Regions from separate parts of the Mus musculus genome. Here region 1 is linked to region 2. Evidence: chromatin contacts called from public promoter capture Hi-C data. All regions are on one chromosome and are shown on one strand. The core of a region is the stretch at or near the end of the contact, and the rest is flanking DNA. Distances in the headings are between cores, read along the strand shown. Region 1 holds the start of Slmap (sarcolemma associated protein). Region 2 holds the start of Selenok (selenoprotein K).

Region 1 (6,173 bases), core at 1,198-3,697, 3.4 Mb after region 2:
ACAGTTTCTCTCTCCTAGTGGGTAGTCAATTAAATGTTTGTTGAATGAACAAAAAAATGCATAAATAACTTTAAAATTCGTGCACACACCTCATTAGAGACAGGCATGCTCTACCACACCTGGTCTGTTTTATTGTTTTAAGGCTAAAAGTTATCAGAAGCAAAACATTTTCATCTTCTAATAATAAAACTCTTCAGTATATCTTTATTCTCTAGGTCAAAATGCCTGGGATACTGTAGTTATTCAATGTATTTGTTGAAATGATGAAGAACTGTAAAAACGTGTGAAAGGTCAGGTCTTGGACATTCATATTACCATGAATTTAAGCTTCAAGCATGAGCCCACGCATGCACACATACTCTAGCGTGACTTCATTTTTTATTTTTTAAAGATCTATTTATTTATTATCTGTAAGTACACTGTAGCTGTCTGCAGACACTCCAGAAGAGGGTGTCAGATTTTGTTATGGAGGGTTGCTGGAATTTGAATTCAGGACCTTCGGGAGAGTAGTTGGTGCTCTTAACTGCTGAGCTATCTCACCAGCCCCCCTAGTGTGACTTTATAATACATTACTTATTGTGTCCAAATTCACTTTGTGCTGCCCCTACTTTATCCTCTAATAACAAGCATGGTATTTTCATTCAGGCATTGAATATTTACTTAGCCTTTGTGCCAGGCACATGAGTGTATTCCTTTAAAAGCTTCATTTCACTACTTAATGTCCCTCTTCCTGGCAATTTAGAAAAACCATTCAACAAATACTGTATTTATTATAGTCCTTCAACCTTTCTTCATTCAGTTTTTGTGACTTCTCCTTGGAGGATGTCCCTGCCTCCCTCCCTTTAGAAGAGCTCTGAATATATCAGAGTCTTTGCCTTATTTTGTTCCTTCAGTTTCAAACCCACTACACTGGTTCTATAACCAGAGGGCAGAGACTAAGGCTGTGCTCATCTGTGTCACTTAGACACAGCATAGCATTACAGAAGCAATGAAATGAATACTGTTAATGTGGTTTGACACCACAAAGCCTCTCTGCAAGGGGGTTGTGTCTTGTCATTATGTTATAGAAGAGAAAAAGTATCCTAAAGAAGTTTAAAGCCATGTCCAACGTTTCTCAGGGAAGTCTGTGGTCACAGGAATCTCAAGAATGAAGTCAACACTGATTTGAAGAGATTAAGATTCTCTACAGTCTTTCCTAAGGTTTTCTTTCAGCTCGAGCCACGGTTTTTTCTTCTTTGGAACAATGACTCCATACATACTGGTCTTTCTCCTCGCAATTCCCAGGCTTAACACAGACTTCAGGATTGTTGGTTGGGTTATTCTCTGTATTTTCCTATTAGTAACTTTCGACCTTGACCCCTCTTTGGAAACGTGTTTTAAAACTTTCTGGTCTCAAGTAGGGTGTGGTGGCGCACACCTTTAATCCCAACACGCTGGAGGCAGTGGCAGGTAGATTTCTGAGTTGTAGGCCAGCTTGATCTACTTAAAGGGCTCCTGGACAGCCAGAGAAACCCTGTCACTAACCCTACCATTACCCCAACAAAATCCTCCCCCACTCCAAAAAACCCCCCACAACTTTCTGTTCTCCACGTTAGAACCCACGAAGGAGTTCTGAGAAACATAGTCGCATCAGTGAAAAGGACAGGAATTTGGGATGGAATTCATAAAGCCCGGTGAATTAGCAGAGGGAGGAAAGTCCTTCAGGTGTCATTAAGTCTAGGGACTTGTGGAATTTGGTCATCTGTAGAGCAGTGGTGAGTGACTCAGTTGCCCACAGCTACGATGACTGCTAATGAGTATGTCCTTTGCATGGAATTATTCTCCGCACGTGTTAGTATTTTCAGTGAGAACTGTAGTAAACACACTTAGTACACGTAGGTACTTGTAGGTACTTTCTTATTCATATGTTGCCGCTGTGTGTGCTTTTGAAACATTCAACCCCTCAAAGTTTCTCTTGCCCTTAACCAAAATGGCCCTTAAGGTTGTCTGGAGCTTTGAAGCTTCTGGCCCTTAACAAAGATGGCGCCAGGGGTCATGTTAAAAATAAGCTTGCCTTCTTCCCTGCCAGTGACAAACATGGCTTCCACGGCGTCAATCACATGATACCCCCTATCTACGGCACGGGAGCCGGCGGAGGAGGGCCCTTGAAAAGGGTGCGCGTTCCCGTGGCGGTGCACCCGGTAGGTTTCAGTCAGAGTCACTATGGCGGCCAACGCTGGCAAGGTAAGCTGAGGCGGCGGCGGAGGTGGTGGCGGCGGTGGCGGCAAGGGAGGAAGGAGCCGACGTTCCGTCCTGGCTCCGGAATCCCGTAGCCTGAGCAAGGAGAGGTCGCCCGAGGTCGGAGGCAGCGGCCGGGGACTGGCGGGGGCTGGCTGAAGGGGGCGAGGGCTGAGGCGAGCGGGCGCCGGTCCCTGACTGCCGTTTGTTTTGGTGTCTCCCCGCCTAGGTCGGAAAGTTTCCTGCCTCGTCCGCCACCGCCTGAGCTTGCCGCACTGGCTGCGAGTGGAGGAGGCTGCGGCGGACCCAGCCCCGGCCTCCAGGCCTCTCCCTCCACCTCCGGGCCAGCCTCCCTCCCCCACCCCGTCGTCCTGCGGGAGCCGCCAGTCCCTGCGATGCGACCCTCGCGAGGACGCTCCTGAGGGGAGGTGGCCCATGTGCTGAGCAGCAGAGCCCGAGAGCTCCGAGAAACCAACTTCCCGCCGGCCCGCCCGTCGGCCCGCTCGCCCGCCCGGTCGCCCGAGCCTCCCCGGGGTAGCTCCTCGCTCTGTCCGCACCGGCCTGCAGAGCCGGGTCCCCGCCCTGGTCGCGGGGACACCCGTCAGGTGCCCGGGACTCGCGACCCAGACGCCGCCCGTGCCCCGGCAGCCCTCCCACGCCTCCAGCCCGGGATCGCAGCCTCGGCTCACGCTGGGCCGGGGACCCCTGCCACTCCCGGGCGGCCTCGGCGCAGCAGGGCAATGCAGCCCGGCCCGCTGGCCCTCTAGTCCTCCTCGTCCGTCCCCGCACCTCTTCTCAGCCCCGAGGCCCCGCGGTGGCTGCCCGGAGGTCCTCCGCGCCTCTTCCTTGAGCCCCGAAGGACCTTCCTGGCTGCGCGAGTCAACCCTCTTCATGCTGCAGTGCTGCACCGTTTCCGCTACCGAAGGGGACAAGCGGCCGGGATCTCAAACAAAACACAAGAACTGGTGTGTGACTCATCTGCTCGGATACCTCCTGTCCCCAAACTGTCTTCCAGGAGTTTTCTTGGCCGAAGCTGCCCAATGTTTGAGCCTTTTCTTCCTAGGGAAGATGGACTGAAAGCTGCTAGTTGGGGACTTTTTTTGGTCAAGGTGCCTCTGTATTTTAAAGGAGGTGATGGGGCTTGCGCTGGCTTGTCCTCCTGCCCAATTGAAGAGTTGTTGATGTTCACTGGTTATGCTTAGACAATGCGCAGTTTGTTTTAATTTAAAAATTTTGGGGGGTTAGGGGGTGTAGGCTTGAGAAGAGCATTCCGAACCTGGAGGAGCTCCTCATTGTCCCTGGTCCAGACACCCCCCAGCCTGTCCTCGATGCCGTCAGCCTTGGCCATCTTCACTTGCCGCCCGAACTCGCACCCGTTTCAGGAGCGTCATGTCTACCTGGACGAGCCCATCAAGATCGGCCGCTCGGTGGCACGCTGTCGACCAGCGCAGAATAATGCCACCTTTGATTGCAAAGTGCTGTCAAGGAACCATGCCCTCGTCTGGTTTGATCACAAGACGAGCAAGGTAATGTCGCTATAGTGTTTGACAGTCTTTCCTTTCCTTTCCTTTCCTTTCCTTTCCTTTCCTTTCCTTTCCTTTCCCTTCACCTTCTCTGAGAGGTGTAATGTATGCAACGATCTCAGGGTTTCTTCCCAGAGGACACTTTTCTGCGAGGCCTCGGAATCAGCTTTTTGTGTGTGTCTGAATTCTAGTGGAAATGGAATCGAAGTGGTTGAATGAAAAACAGAGAAGGTATTGTTACTAAATGTCTCGGCAGGGCGATGGCTTCTTGATAAACTTGGTCATTCCCAGTGAAATCCCAAACCCTAATTCGTTTAGGAAAGGTAGATAGTGAAACTTGACCTCTGACTTTCAGTCCTTTTAGAAGGGTGAATCTGCAGGTCGGTGCTTGATTAAGCAAGCAGTGGTTCCCAGAGCAATGCCGGAATTTGTGGCCTCTGTTACATCGAGGCTCAAGTGTCTATGGTGAAATGTAGTTAACACATGGCTTGTAGTTGAATTCAACTCAGGACCTTGTCTGGTAGGATAACTGGAGTGCAAAGTTACTGTTTGTAACGATTGATACTTACTTGCCCCGATGAAATAATTTGTAAATATTAAAGGCAATTTAATTAAGCTAGAGTAAGTAACTACATCTTTGGAGTTCTGTTTGCAAGTTGGATCAACAGAAATCTATTGCTCTTGAAAGTCACTTCTCAATTTCTTTGGTAGATAATGTGTAATTATATGATGATATGCAAAAATTAGTATTAATAAGTTAGCTTATTTTTAGATTATATCCAATATTGTCTAATACACACACACACACACACACACACACACACACACACACATATATTTTAAAGACAGGGACCAACTGGCCTGGAACTCACTCTGTAGATCAGGCTGGCCTCAAACTCAGAGATTTCCCTGCCTCTGCCTCCCAAGTGCTGGAATTAAAGCTCACCATGCTGGGCCTTGCTTTTAATTTTTAATCCAATTTACCTTGTTTATCTTGGCACTGTACTTTGCTAGTTACTTATTTTAAAATAAAAAGGATCTTTTTAGTTTTTCAAGAATTTGCACGAATGGAGAATATTTTAAAGAACTCTTCTTTGGGCCTAAACCTAAGGCTTTCGTTGAACTACTGAAATAATTCCAACTCAAACTAAGTTACATAAGACTAATAGGACTGTCTCCAGTTTTGTCTCTTGACTTTTCGCCCCCTCTTTCTGAGTGACATGAGTAAGTCTTTTTTTTTTTTTTTTTTTTTAAGAGAAGAATTTGTCTTCAAGAGTGGTGTTTTGAAATGAAAGAAACTTGAGCCTTTAGAGGAAGAAAGTAATGCTAGGGCAGCTACTGAATTAAGGAATTACTAAGTAAATGCTATCTAAAAAAAAAAAAAAGGAAGGAAAGATCCCCAAGTGCTGTGTGCTTGCATAGTGGTTATAACCTATTCTGTGTGTAGGATGAAAACTGAAAAGTGTGTTAACTTTTTCTGAGTTACACCAGAGGCTCTTTAACCCATAAGAGAGACACTTTTCTCTTCCCTGAAAGCTAACATTTGGATGATTCGTGGATGACCTGTGATTCTTTGTAAATGACTCTGGAGTTCGTTATTGAATTCCAGTATTAGTTGGCTGCTAGTGACTAAATACAGTCAACTTTTACATTTTTACATTTTTGTGTGCTTGGGAAACAGGTCCAGCCGAATCAGATGACAGATTTGCTTACAGCACGTGCTTTGCCCACTGCAGTTCTTAGTTGAAAACTCGTGCCTGGTGCAGTGGCTCTCCCCTGTAAGCCTGTCTCTCAGAAGGCAGGAAGAAGGCATCATGTTCGAGGCTAGCCCAGTTTGCTTAATGAGCTTAAGATCACCAGCTCAGGTATATAACGAAGCTCTGTCTCAGAAACTCAGGATGAAGAGAGGATCTGCAGAGTTCTCACGGTAGACTTAGTTTATTTCTCCCTCTTTTACTTTTTTTCCTTTTGTGTCATTGGCTAAAATAGCACTAAGGGCTTGACGGTATATTTTGTGTAATTATTATTATACCACCTAATTTAGTTTAAACAGTTTCAATCTGTTAGGTTTTCCCTTTGTGATCAAATTATTTTAGGAATTAATTTTAAAGTATTGGCTTAGACAGACAGGTTTTTTTATTGAGCATGTATTCTGGGCCAGATCCTGGGAGATAACAAAGAAAACCAAATCAGTTTGTCCAAATACTATTTATTGCTTTGTGTGTGAAGTTTTAAGAGCTCTCCTGTGTCAGGCTCATGACAGCCGCCCCCCACCAGACCTAATATATATTCCTTGAAATTTATGATGCATAAAAATGCAAGAATCCACTCATAGGTATCATCTCAGGAAAGATTGTTTTAAAACACTACTAAGCCTGAGTTTTCTTTTCTTTTCTTTCTTTTCTTTTTTTCAAGACAGGGTTTCTCTGTGTA
Region 2 (6,282 bases), core at 1,247-3,746:
TTACTTGACTCACAGTTCCACAGTCATAGTCCATCACTGAAGGAAGTAAGGAGAAGAACTCAACTAGGGCAGGAACCTGGAGGCAGGAGCTGATGCTGAAGGGGTGCTGCTTCCTGCCTTTCTCCCCACAGCATGTTTTCTTACAGAACCCAGGGGTGTCCCCATCAACAATGGGCTGGGCCCTCCCACATCAATCACTAAGTAAAAATGTCCTACGGGCTTGCCTCTAGCCTGATCTTATGGAGGCATTTTCTCAATTGAGGTTCCTATTTTCAGTAATTCTAACTTGTGTCAAGTTGACATAAAACTTGCCAGCCCAATACTCAATGAAAGGGGGACGTATCCTTCTCTATCTACTCATGACTTTCCAAACAGGAGACATTCAAATATTTACTCAATTCAGGGTAAGTAAGACCTGGTAGTAACTGGCTGGCAGTTTAGGTAGCACAGCACGTAATGGTCAGACACCACCCCTCATCTAATACACAACTACTTAAAATGCCTGAGACCTCATCTAATACAGAACTGCTTAAAATGCCTGAGAAGTCGACATTTTTTTTTCCCCATTATCAACTAACCCTTCATTAAAAGTTCAGAACCAGGAGTGGTGGCACATTCTTGTAATTTCAACACTTAGGAGGCTAAGGCGGGGTGACTACAATGACTTCCAGAACAGCTTAGACTCTCTATAACACTAAACCAGCTATGAGACTAAATAGCAACACTTGGTCTCAATTAAAGAAATGCTTTTATACTTACAAGAAAACCACGAATTCTGCTATTCCCCAGAAGAAGTCTGTTAGGAAAGACACTCTCCATGGGGACTGATTCCTGCTGTCCAACACCTGACCTACAGAATTAAAGAAAGAAACTGAGGTAAGTGCCACAAGTCCACAACTCGGCGCTGCCTTTAATCAGCGGAGCAACACCAATGAGCTCAGCTTTTGACTTGTTGGCTTCTTCAAGCCAGTCAACATCAGAGGTCCACTGTGAGTGCAGTCAAACTCTGGGATCTAGCGTTCACTCCTTCGATAGATGTCTACTTTCAGTATGTAATTCTCGGAGGCGAACTCATTCTAGGCATCTCTTTGCCATCTCCTTCTCACTGGTAAAATGCACATGACATTTTAGTGGCGAGATGGATGCAGCAGAAGAACACTGATCACTTTTGAGTGCATAGCTGTATGAGCTAGTGACCTAAATTGCAAATAACAGAATCTGCGAGCGCTCGAAACTGAAGATGGAATGATGATGCTTCCTGTAGTGCCCATCACACCACCTATCCCAAAGCTTTGTAATCAGGAGGTGAAATCCTGAAAAAAGCCGAGAAATTCAAAGTGCTCTCAGCCCTAAGACTTCTGCTAATCGCCCTACTCTCTAGAGATACAGAGATGAATCTGATACAACCACACCTATTTCCAGGGCCCCAAGAGAGTCTTGTAGAAATGCGCCAAGGAGTCTCACCTAAGTCACACAGGTGGGCAGATGGTTCTGGCACTGATACGACCTTCTCAGGCTGTATTTTTTTCTTTTCCAGTAATTGGAGACTTGCTTCCCAAGTTCTTTCAAACTGGGTAAAGTCTTGGGCTTAGGACTAGCTACACTTTTAGGGGAGAAAAATCTGTCACAACTTTTGTATTGCCTGGCGTGGTGGTGCTTGCCTTTAATTTAATCCCACTACTCCGGAGTCAGAGGCAGGAGGATCTTTGGGAGTTAGTGGCCACCTTAGCGTACACAGTGAGTTACAGGGCAGATAAAACTACAAAGTGAGACCCTGTCTCCAGATTTTATTTATTTTTTTCATATTCTTGCTAGTCCTGCATCACCACCATCGCCATCATTATTGTACGCATTATAGAGGCAGTATGGTAGGTAATACTGGAGCCAACCTGAGTTCAATTTAACCTAAATTTCATATTGCCTTTGTGATCTTTAGCGAGCTAGTCAATCTATGTCTCAGTCTGCATCCGAAAAACAGGGATAGAAATACACCATCTGAATAGAACAGTTACAAGGATGAAAGAGATGCTAGGCAAAGAACGCGGCTCTAGCGGCCCAAACAAAAGCGCGTTGTATCCGGACCGGGTTAGCGTCTCTGTCATTCCCGGGTTAAGGACACCCGCGCCCGGGATCACTATCGCAAACCCACAATCGGAAAATTGGCTGTACCAGGAGGCTTCAGGGTCCCCCAGCGGCACCCGGGGACCTTCTGGGCTGCGCCTCGGCTCCCACCGCCTCCGCTTCCCACTCCTTCCGGCCACTGGTGTGGGGGAGGCCGCCCCAAGCTCAGGACCCGGCGAGTCAGGACAGAAGCGGCCCAGGGTAAGGCTCTCACTCACCATTCGAGATGTAAACCATCTTCCCTCCGGTTGCCTGCTTCCTAGCGACAGAGAAGACCGGACGCCCCTGTTGTCGCCGTACCTAGCCTCCCGCCCCGCCCTGTACGTCACAGGCCACTGACAGACCCAAGTCAGGCTAGAGGTGGGTCGAGCCCATTGGCTGCTGGGAGACCACTCCTGACTAGAGGTTCCGCCCAGTCACACAAGTAACTTCCGCTGGCGTGGATACTGCCTGAGTCAGGAGACCGGATATGACGTCTAGGAGAAACATTGTTTGAGGGTCCTTTTCCCCACCCCCCTCACTTGGTTCCGGTTTGACCGAGAGTCTTTGAGGCCACAGCACTGCCGACCGGAAGTTGCTTGCTAGTTGGCAGACACGCGCAGGGTTCGGGTCCGAGGTGGCTCGAAGGGCTTGGAGGGCGGAACGTTCCTCAGCTTTCCAGATGTGTTGCTGTCTTTTGGAGTGGCAGGGAGAGGCTCTGAGGCGGTGTCTGGGACATGAAGAGCTTTAACCATCAGGTTTTGCTGAACTCACTTTTAAGTCCCTCTGGACCGTATTCCCTTTAAGCCGGTTATTTCTGCTCTCAGTTTATTTGTTTTGCTTTTTTGAAACAGGACTCACACTGTATTCCTGGCTCTGAGCTCACATTGTAGACGAGGCTGGCCCTAAACGCAAAGATCTGCCTGCCTCTGCCTCCGTAGCGCAGGGATGAAAGACAAGCCTCACCACACCCAGCTGGTTTTTGTTTTTGTCTTTTGTCTTGTTTTTGTTTGTTTTTGATTTGGGATCTGTGTATCCCAGGCTGCCCTTGAACTCACTTTGTAGACCAGGCCTATACCAGTACTCATGTGGCATAGGCAGGTGGATCTGTATAAGTTCAAGAAGTGGAATTTGTTATTTTTCGAGACTGTTTTTCTGTGTAGCCCTGGCTGCCCTGTAACTAGCTCTGTAGAGCAGGCTGTTCTTGAACTCAGAGATCCACCTGTCTCTTGCCTCCCAAGTGCTGGGACTAAAGGTGTAACCAACACCCAGCTAAGAAGTGGCATTTTTAATAGCTGTAGAGACACAACTAGGGAAAATCAAATGAACTTCAGAATGACAATTTCCTCTGCTTGTCAGCATTGTAGACGTGACATATGCGTTAGAAGGCAGGTCTTGGGCATCCAGTAAGTTTGAAGAAAATTCCTTGCTGCCCCTGTTGTGTTTCCTTTGTGGTGCGGGGAGTGGGGGTGAGGAGAGGGGAAGGGAGGAATGAGGTGTGCAGTCAGTACAGAAAGGGAGAGTTGGGTGTTTTCCACCTTATTGGACTGGCTAGGGAGCTCTGGCCATCTGCCTGTCTCATCCTCCAGGATAGGTCTGAGTTGTGTGCAACCACTGTTGGCTTTTACATGACTGCTGGGGATTCTAAAATCCAGGCCCTCATGTCTGTGTAGCAGTCACTTTACCCACCGAGCTCTCTTCCCAACCTGGGTCCGTGATTTTTCTCAAGGGCCTTTCTAGACCTGGGCTTAAACCATGACGTTGCCTCTCACTCTCTGTGCTCTCTTTTCCTTCTAACTGAAATCCCTGGTTATACTTTTGTCAGACTGCAACAAGAATGATTTATTTAAAAAAAACAAAACAAAACTTTGTTTTGCTTAAAACCCTTTAGACACTAAAATGTAGTGATCTCCCATTGCTCTTACAAACTAGGTCCTTTTCAGTATCCACTGATATAGCCTGACCTGTTCACTTGATTTTAGCTTCTGCTACACATTCCCACCCAAAACACACTCTGGCAATAATTTTTTTTTTTTTTTTACAGTTTTGTGAGTGCCCTAAGTCTTTTCATCTCCCTGAACGTGCACATAGCTATTCTTCCTGTAACACGTTAACTGACTCACCGACAGTTCCCCATCCTTTCCCCTTCAGTTGTCAGCCCGAGTGTCATCATTTGAGTGTCTCTCCTTGATTCCTCATCTCTGGTCAGTTTATTCATAGTCCTTATCACAACATGGAATTACTAACCTGATTATTTAGTGTTGTCACTCTTCATTAGTAAACGCTAAGGGATCAGGAACCTCATCCGCCTGGTACCCCTGTACAAGGTGTGGTGGTGCACACTTGTAAGCCGAGCAGTTGGAAGGCTTAGGCTGCAGTCCTGTGAGTTGAGGTCAGTTTGAGTTACATAGCAAGTTTCCATCCAGCAGGCGTTACACAGTGAGACCTTGTCTCAACAAACAAACAGCACCAGTAGCCACACAAGGAAGGGAGCAAACCCCGGATCTCAGGCCAGTTACTTCCTCTTCATTCCTCTTTAGATTTTATTCCTGCACCTTAATGCAGTGATATCCCAAACTATCCCTAGCCTCCCTGTGTTTCAACCTGTGTTACTTCTGGCTGCCAGTTCAATACAGCCTCACCAATCTGCTCATTAGCCTTTTAGCCACCACCTTCCACATAACGCCCTGGTTAGCTGTGGGAGGTTCCTTTGATACCACTTAGATTATTCTCTCTGGTTTCTAGTTCCTCAATAGACCCTTTGTTTTCCTGAATTCTTGCTTATGTGCACAGTTTCTCCTAAGGAGAACTTCTCTACCTACTGCTCTTCTTGGGTTCAGTTCTCCTAAGGTTTTCCTCAACGTGCAAAGCCTTTCACAATTTCTCACTTATATTTGATGGGAATATGTCTGGCTTTGAAGAATTAATTAAACTTAAATTTGTGTGTGTGTTTGGCCTGTATATATATATGTGTGTGTGTGTCTGTGTATCACTTGCATAGTTGATGCCCATGGAGGCCAGGGAGGGCATCGGTTCCCCTGGAATTAGAGCTACAAATGTTTGTGAGTTGCTGTATGGGTGCTGGGAATTGAACTCTGGTCATCTGAAAGAGCAATGTGAGACTACTTGAAAACCAGAAAATAAATAACCAAAATACTTCATTAAAAATAATTTTTCCTTTTACATCTTGATATGGTTATTAGAGAAATTTAAATTACTTATGTGGCTCCCACTTAGTACATTGCTCCTAGACATGATTGGTGTAATATAAAAACACTGTTGGACTAACAGAGAAAAGGTGAAACAGAATAAGGCAAGAAGACCAATTTTTAGATACTGACTTACTGATTTATTTGGTGATTTACTTAAAGCACTACTTATTCTGCCGATTTGCCAACCATGACTTCTCTTGCTACCTGGAACAGAATGGCCTGGAGAATTAGCTGAAACAAACCTTTGTCCTAACAGCATGCTCGCTGCCACCTTTACTTCTGTAAAACATTGCTTGCTTGTTCACCTTCCCTTGTAGTTTTAGAGTATAAAATGAGAACACAAACTAGACTCAGTATCACCCTCTTTCAGGAACTATCCCTGCTTCTGTCCACTGGTGACATCTCCTCTCTTCTACTCTCACTGGGATCAGAGTGCTTATTCTATAAAGATTCCCATATCAAGGGCACGCAGTAAATATCTCTTGAATGGATGAATGAATGTATATTCTATGCATATTTATTGATTCAATTATCACCAAACTACTCATGTTTATGTAACACTTTCCTGTGCCAGAGTTCTGAATGTTTTTCTTGTATTCATTTATTTAAATCTCAATGCTAATGTCTTAGTTAGGGTTTAATTGCTGTGAACAGACACCAGGACCATGACAAGTCTTTTAAAGGAGTACATTTAATTGGGGCTGGCTTACAGTTTCAGAGGCTTAGTCTATTATCATGACAGAAAGCATGACAATGTCCAGGCAGACATGGTGTTAGAGGAGCTAAGAGTTGTACATCTTGATCCAAAGGCAACAAAAGGAGACTGGGTGCCATATTGGGAGCAGCTTGAGCATAGGGGACTTCAAAGCCAGCCCCTACAATGACATACTGTCATACCTACTCCACCAAGGCCACAGTTTCTAATAGTGCCATTCCCGATGGCCCAACATTTAAACACATGAGTCTATAG

What was found. Promoter capture Hi-C pulls out the DNA fragments that hold promoters and counts their contacts.
Region 1: a contact with region 2 is called in a promoter capture Hi-C map of pre-B cells, with 9 times the contacts expected there. The contact joins the promoter of Slmap here to the promoter of Selenok in region 2. A contact is called at or near these places in 1 of 39 promoter capture datasets (pre-B cells) and 5 of 484 Hi-C or Micro-C datasets (CD4 T cells, CD8 T cells, muscle stem cells and 2 more).

What each region holds. Positions count from the first base shown.
Region 1 is chr14:26,530,898-26,537,070 of GRCm38.p6, reverse strand. Slmap (sarcolemma associated protein) reads left to right here and starts at 2,447. Exons shown (of 23, transcript NM_001310445.1): 1 at 2,447-3,743. The coding sequence starts at 3,546.
Region 2 is chr14:29,964,594-29,970,875 of GRCm38.p6, reverse strand. It overlaps Selenok (selenoprotein K), which reads right to left and starts at 2,496. Exons shown (of 5, transcript NM_019979.2): 1 at 2,340-2,496; 2 at 760-850. The coding sequence starts at 2,358.